Regions from separate parts of the Mus musculus genome. Here region 2 is linked to region 1. Evidence: chromatin contacts called from public Micro-C data. All regions are on one chromosome and are shown on one strand. The core of a region is the stretch at or near the end of the contact, and the rest is flanking DNA. Distances in the headings are between cores, read along the strand shown. Region 1 overlaps Robo1 (roundabout guidance receptor 1). Region 2 overlaps Robo1 (roundabout guidance receptor 1).

The links. A called contact is a pair of places that touch in the nucleus more often than the background predicts.
Region 2: a Micro-C map of granulosa cells shows a contact between it and region 1, with 2.3 times the contacts expected there. The contact joins two enhancer-like sites. A contact is called at or near these places in 10 of 484 Hi-C or Micro-C datasets (Sertoli cells, adipose-derived mesenchymal stem cells, cerebellar granule neurons and 7 more), 1 of 115 datasets of contacts at active chromatin or transcription factors (fibro-adipogenic progenitors) and 1 of 9 other capture datasets (pancreatic islet).

The regions. Positions count from the first base shown.
Region 1 is chr16:72,806,630-72,810,074 of GRCm38.p6, forward strand. All of the region lies in intron 2 of Robo1 (roundabout guidance receptor 1), which reads left to right. Among named protein-coding and RNA genes, the nearest start is that of Gm52248, 72 kb to the right of the region's middle. Within about 2 kb of position 1,737, at least 34 of the 459 cell types and tissues checked have an H3K27ac peak or open chromatin away from gene starts, as enhancers often do. A contact at or near this core is called in granulosa cells, where this site is marked.
Region 2 is chr16:72,974,431-72,977,985 of GRCm38.p6, forward strand. Robo1 (roundabout guidance receptor 1) reads left to right here. Exons shown (of 29, transcript NM_019413.2): 13 at 3,256-3,377. Among named protein-coding and RNA genes, the nearest start is that of Gm52247, 17 kb to the left of the region's middle. Within about 2 kb of position 1,316, at least 6 of the 459 cell types and tissues checked have an H3K27ac peak or open chromatin away from gene starts, as enhancers often do. A contact at or near this core is called in granulosa cells, where this site is marked.

The DNA.
Region 1 (3,445 bases), core at 487-2,986:
ATAACATTACTTGTGTGTATCTTTTCATGAATGGCCATTTGGCATCAGATAACCAATTAGGTTAGCTCTTCCCATGTACATTTGTTTAGTTTTATTTCTACCATAGTGTTTTATGGTCTCTATATTCTATAGTATATTGACAAAATTAGAGAAGTGTCTTAATTTGTTTTTGAAATCTGATCTCACTGTGCAGCCCTGGCTGGCCTGAAAAATCTCAACTCTGTAGGTCGGAGTGGTCTTGAACTCCTAGAAACCTGCCTCAGCCTCCTGAGTGCTGGGATTAAAGAAAGGCATGTGCCACGGAGCCTAACATTGTGATGAGTTTTAATGAGCAATGGCCCGTTCGTTTGTTGACTGCCTTTTGTGTGCTAGTTCCTTGTTACAACTCTTTTAGTAGCTGTAAGTCATTTTTCTTAACATCGCTACAACTCAATGAATGCAGTGTTTGCCAGGCCTAAGTGGATGTCATAGTTTAACTCATTTCCTTTCCAACATTGGAAATGAAGTGAAAAGAGCGTCATCTGAGAAGGCTTGTGTTTTATCTTTTCTATCCTGGAAGGCATTGCCTAACCCATCTCAGAAATATGCATGATTGTAACTATACATTTTTGAGGAATGACTCTTTTCTTATGCTCGTATTGTGCCCATTACCTGCCTTCAGCATTAGGGATATATTTAACTCTTTAATTCAATTCATTGTTAGAAGAGGTTCCTTTGGCCCCGAGCATATTACAAGTTGTAAAACACTTTCCTAAGACTATCACTCTTCCTAAAGACTGGAATCTTGGCCTTTGATGTTTGTTTCAGCTAGGATTTCAGTTCCTTGGGCTGACGTCTGTGGAGAATCCAGAAGGAAGATCTAACAGTTTAGCCAGCTCATCTATTTTCTTTTCAAAGCAAAAGATAGTATAAAATTGGATATCTCCAGAGGGAGCTGTAAAGACAGTGGCACAATAAATCCCTTCTCCTCGAAGCTACCTGAGTTCCCTTGGAGAGTAGGAGGTGGGGCCTGCGAGGAAGACAAGACAGGCTGACTGATTTAGAGTCTTCAACTTAGCAGTTTGATATATAGAGATGAGGCGAATATTCAATATTTCCCTTCAGACTGTTTTTTTGGGGGGGGATGATTTCAAGTAGATGCAGGAGGATGTTAGTGTTTTAATACTTATCTAATAAAGGGAAACTGAGGAAATCACAGAGTCAGGTCAATCTTGTTCTCTATAGGCCTTTCCCCCCATATTCAGCAGTAAAAAGGCTCCACTGTTTCTTTGGAGATGAAAATGCAAATAGAATCTCAATGATTTGATTTCAAAATTTGGAATCGAATCTTCAATTAGAAGTCCCGTGAAGATGCCTCCGCTCAAAACCTTCTTCACCCCAGATTTTAAATAATGGTCTAGTTTAGATTCTGAAGTGAAAAAGAGGTGATTTGGAATTCCCAAAGTCCTGGGCATTTCTGAGCCTCTTACACTCTAGCTATTGAATTAATTAAGGTTTAGGGAGGACAGAGGGCTTCATTTGTCTGGGGAGTTTACTGATAATGTCTGGCATTACAACTTGGAAACTTCCCTGCATTTGAACGGTCAGTACTCCCCCGTTTCCACTGCTAAAGGCTGTATTTGATGCTAAACAGAATTTGTCCCACATTGTTCTGTTTTAATATAACCTCTGGGTCTTGTCGGCAGGACCTTGTTAAGAAATGAAACTAAACCTTCCCAAATAGCAAACATCAGAGCAAAGGTCATACGCCTCATACCAATAAAAAATATTTCTTTTGTCCCGATGCAGCCTTCTACGGTTCCAGAGTAGATTTGGATTGCAGCAGAGGAAGTTGAAACAAGAGCAGGGTTAGAAAGACCAGACGAGATTCATCAAACCAGACATCGTGCCATCCCCCAAAACTCAGTCTAGTTTGGACTCGCTTCCTTATCTGAGCGCACAGCAGGCTCTGGGAAGGTTGTCTGTGGGTCCCCCAGGACTGGGTCTTCTTACTAGAATATCAGGTGGGGGATGGTCTGTGAAGAATCAGAGAGTGTGCACCCGGACAAGGAGTAGTCGTAGAACTGTGCATGTTTTAAAAGTCAGGAAATTCCCCAGGCTCAGCGACAGGTAATCACAAATCTCAGGCAACAGTGAGAGCCCAGCGAACTTTGCTCACAGCGTAAAAAAAAAAAAATAATAATAATAAAAATAAAAAGAGTTGCAATAAAATGTGGTCCAGAGAGATGTAAACTTACCTAAAAAATCTCATATTGTCCATAGCATAGCAAATGACAAAGAAAATCACTTGTGTCCAAAATTGATGGATCATGAATTTAAACCAAATGGAGATGGCTCCTTTTTCATTCTTGTTCTGTTTTTAATATACCTGAGCTTCAGGAACATAATATCACAGTGGCAGATGGATTTATCTTTTTTTTTTTTTGGTAGGTGGATATAGAAATGCTTAGGGCTCACATCACAGTCAGATTTTTAAGTAGCCAGACTTAAAAACACAAACAGTCCTTTACAAATTCTTCTTTGCTATGAACTTTGTCACACATAGAATTCCTTTTGTGGTACTCAGCAATGTGAAAGAACAGTACATCCCAAATTTAACTTGCTTTGTTTACACGAATTGTTAAAAGAAAAACAATTAGGAAAAAAATCAAATTCACTAATCATTGCCAATGTAGAACTGTATTTCTTGAAATTAGACCTGCAGCAGTAAAAACACACACAGTGGGGAGAGGAGGGAGAGGGGGAGACAGAGAGAGAGATTGGGGGAGGGGGCAGAGAGGAGGAGAGGAGAGGAGAGGAGAGGAGATGAAGGGAGGGAGAGAGAGACAGAGAGACAGAGAGACAGAGAGAGAGAGATTAAGTAGCCTTGCAAATGAAAGAAATAATCAGGCAGTAGATTAAAAAATAATCAGACTACAGTAAAATCACAATTATGCCCATAAGTATATGTGTTTAGGGCTGAATACATAGTGTACCCTATCAAAGTGTTCGTCTCTGATTAATTAGTTTTCTCTTTCCACCCCCAAAGGACACCCCCCCCTACACATAGCACCGGTGCATTCCCTTAGCGCTTCATCTAGGAATGGGGTCTTATGAAATTCTCCCTATCCACCATGGCATGTCAACTGGTATTGGCCAATGCAGGCTGCCTTTAGGCAGCCATACTGTTAAAGATCGCCTTGGTGCAGCTTCTCAGTCACGTATGGAAAACACTATCTCCAAGCCAATGCTTGGTCTTCTCGCATTGACGCTCTTGCTCTCTCTCTTTCTGAGTGTTTCCTAAGCTTAGGTGTAGAGTTGGCATTGAGGATCGTTTACAGTTGTGATTGTGGTGTCCAATGTGGTTTTGGACATTCATGGTCAGTTTTTCCCTGCAGTTGGAGCTGTTGTGGATTTCTGTTACAGTCTCCAGCTGTGGAAGAAGAAGGTTCCTTGAGTGAGATAT
Region 2 (3,555 bases), core at 66-2,565, 170 kb after region 1:
TGACTTTTCCTAAGTCATAGCAAACATGTGTTTCTTTCAGCGTCTAAACTAAGAATCAAGAAGGCTCATAGAAAATTCAGCTATCATAACACTACAAAAATTAGCAAATGAAGCCAAATGAGAGGATCAATTAAATATATCCTGACATCTCGGAATGATGAGCCAGCACTAACAAGATTAAAATTAATAGAGCAAATTAAAAAATCTGGTACTTGAATTATGGTCTGAAAAAAATTGCTATAAAAGGCTGGGATGAGTGGATTGGCTTAAGGAGGGGGTGTTCGTTGGGGTTCAGTGAAGTGCGCAGACTCCAGTTGAAACCAACTCTGAGATCTGTCTGTGTTCATTGAATGGTGTGCTTGCCAATTGAACAAAGTTCACCCTTACTGGGATTTTTCAGCAATATGTCAGAATCAAGTCATCTTTCCCCCTGTATTTTGAACTGGTCAGACCATGAATTACGTAATGCCCTGGATGTGAGCACCACCTTTGCAGGTTGACTCTTAAAATTCTGTTTTATTTGGGTTGGAACTGTACCTGTGAATCAAACCCAGGCTCTCATAGTCACAAGATCATACCTTACCCAAGAGCTCTAACCCCAGCCCTGACTCCTTAGTCTGCTCAGAGGAGACCAGTGACAACACGTGGTGAATGAATGACTGAAAAATCAATCCTAATAAAAGAAATTCAAGAATCTTGATATGCCTAAGGCAAAACCAAAACCAACCAACCAAACAAACAAACAAACAAACACATAAAGACTATGAGATCCCTTTCTTACCATCTTACGTGACAATAGCACAAACCTGGCAATGAACCTGGCAACATTTGGTTCTGCGAGGAATATCAGCTGTGTGGCTGTCAGATAGAGGTTGTGTGGGTTTTGTCGGCACGCAATGCCATTCTGACTCTGTAGGCCCTATCCTTGAGCAATTCTTGAGCCTTAACTTTTAATGGAAATGAACACATATGGAATATTACATAGGATTCATCAGGAATACCAGTATGGGCCTGGAGAGAAAGAGCACTATATAAGAGTGTGCCACTCAAGTTTGAGAGCCTGAGCCCAGTCCTTGGCATCCGTGTGACAACTCAGACACGTAATAGAGTTCTTGCCTAGTGTGCATAAGGCCCTGGATTGGGCTGATGGGAGGGTGCTGTCTTCCCCAAGTCATGTGAGCTGTGGTTTCCCTAGGGGAAGGCACTCAGACTGCTCCAGGGTTTATTTCTCTTTTCCTGTTCCATCTGCTTCCCTCTCTCCTTGAAGTTGGTGTTTTAGCAGAGCAGCCATGGAGAGAACAGAGAGAAAAGATAAAGTGCCTGAGATGGCCTTGTAATGACTGGATGTTTTCTCCCTAGCACTGTCTGCTTGGTATAAGTCAGCACTGGGATGACGGTATAGGGAAATGGGGAAAGGGCGGGGTCAGGAGTTATCCTAGTGTCGTTATTTTTTTATGATCTTGCTCATTTCTTTATTTTTGGTTTGGTTCTGTTTTGTTTTGCTTGTTCTCAGAAAGGGACTCACTGTGTAGCTTTGGCTGTCCTGAACTCAGTATGAAGACCAGACTGGCCTCAGGTTCACAGAGATCCACCTGTCTCTGCCTTCCAAGTGCTAGGATTAAAGGTGTGTGCCATCGTGTCCCACCATTTTCCTTATTTATAAACTTAATTTTTAGGTGGGGCATGCAGACATCCAGGTGGCACAAATGTTTAATAGTGATTGAGCCTTCTATCCTTTCTTCCATTCATCTTGGTTCTCTGAATTCCACAAATTTTATTTTTTAAATATTCATGGTTTTTCTTTTTTCCTATCCTGGGACAGGGGTATTTGATCATTTAGCAAACTTTCGATTTTTTTTTTCCATTTTGGTTTGGTATTGGTTTGGGGTTTTTTTGTCTGTTTGTTTGTTTGGTTGGTTGGTTGGTTTTTTATTGTTGTTTTTTTTTTTTAGGTTGTAACATCTAAACTGCATATGTCAAAATATAATAGTCTATTAATTAGTTCCATAGTCCCTTTCAAATCTTAATATTTTATTGTTCTTTACAGTGCATTTTCTTTTACTGTTTGAAACAGAAACACATCTGTACATAAGAAGGCCTCTTTCGCAATAGGCAGTTTTTCTGAGTAGAGTTAAATAAATTTAGTAAACAGTTCCGTGACACCCCCGCTCCAATAGTACAACATTGGACCCTATTGGCTGTTCACTTCTTACTGTGCTGTTCGTCTCCTCTGAAACATTTTAGTATTTACGAGACTGCAAACCCATTATTAAATCTCCCATACAATATAGTAAGCTAAACCGTTGTCAATGAAAATGGTGGTAAGTGCGCTTGTCTCGCACCTAACCAGACTTGCGGTATCAGACCTTCACCATAGCTTCTGTGGCTTTCCCTGTGCAGCGTGTCTGTGCCATCCGCTGGGAAGATAGTTGGGAAGAGACCCAGGTCTCTCCTAGGAGATGTGCGCTCAGCTGCCTTCCACGCTCAGTTTCCCCTGACTGTCTGCAAGCTTTGCATTCCCCCATGGGCTCAGCTGCAATTCGTTGCCCCTTTCTTCCTTGAATGGTTAGGATCCGGACAGAGGGCTGAATCAAACTCAGAGTCAGCCCCATGCCCTAAGGCTCAGCAGTGTAATGATCATTACATGGTATGAGGCTCTCTTAAAAATTACTGTTTGCCACTGTTATCTTTGCCTCTTGCCCTTCTCGGCTTTCATGGGCTTCCTACGTGTTCTGCCTCTCCCCTCCCCCCTTCTGTTTCTCTTCATCTGATCCCGATGAAAAGGTTAAGCCGTTATGGATGGAGAGATAGCTAAGAGCCCTCGCCCTGAAAGCATGAGGCTGTACGTTTGAGTCCCAGCGTCCACATAAAAAGGCCAACCGTGACCACACAGTCCTGTGGTTATGGGGAATGGTCGGAGAAGTGAGGATCGCTGATGAGTTTTCAGACTGTCAACCTAGCTCCAGGCTGAGATGCCATGTCAAGGGAATAAGGCAGAGAGTGATAAATCAGAGCACCTGATGCCCTCCCCTGGCCCTGCAGATATACGCACATGTGCATGCGCACACCCCTACGCACACATGCACATAAGCGCACATACACACACGCACACATACAAAGGTGGGCATATTTTTTTTAATTGTATTCAGGCTGCCTTCACGGTTCCACGCATTCTTCTCTTCTGAGAGTTGCCTTTCATGCAGTTAGCAGCGAATGGGGCCAGACTTGAGTTGTGTGTTCTTTGAATTATTACAGATGTCCCACCAACCAGCCAAGGGGTGGACCACAAGCAGGTCCAAAGAGAACTGGGGAATGTTGTCTTACATCTGCACAACCCGACCATCCTTTCTTCCTCCTCAGTCGAAGTGCACTGGACGGTGAGTTGTGCTAATGTTTGTAATCATTTTTAATAATCAGGGGATCTCTGTGAGATTATCATACATAAGGAGTTTACATAGGTGTTCTTCACTTCCACACCAATGTTAATTTTATTATGCAAACTTTGCTTAATCTAGCAACTGTACTTGATTACTAAACAAGCTAAAGAAGCCATAC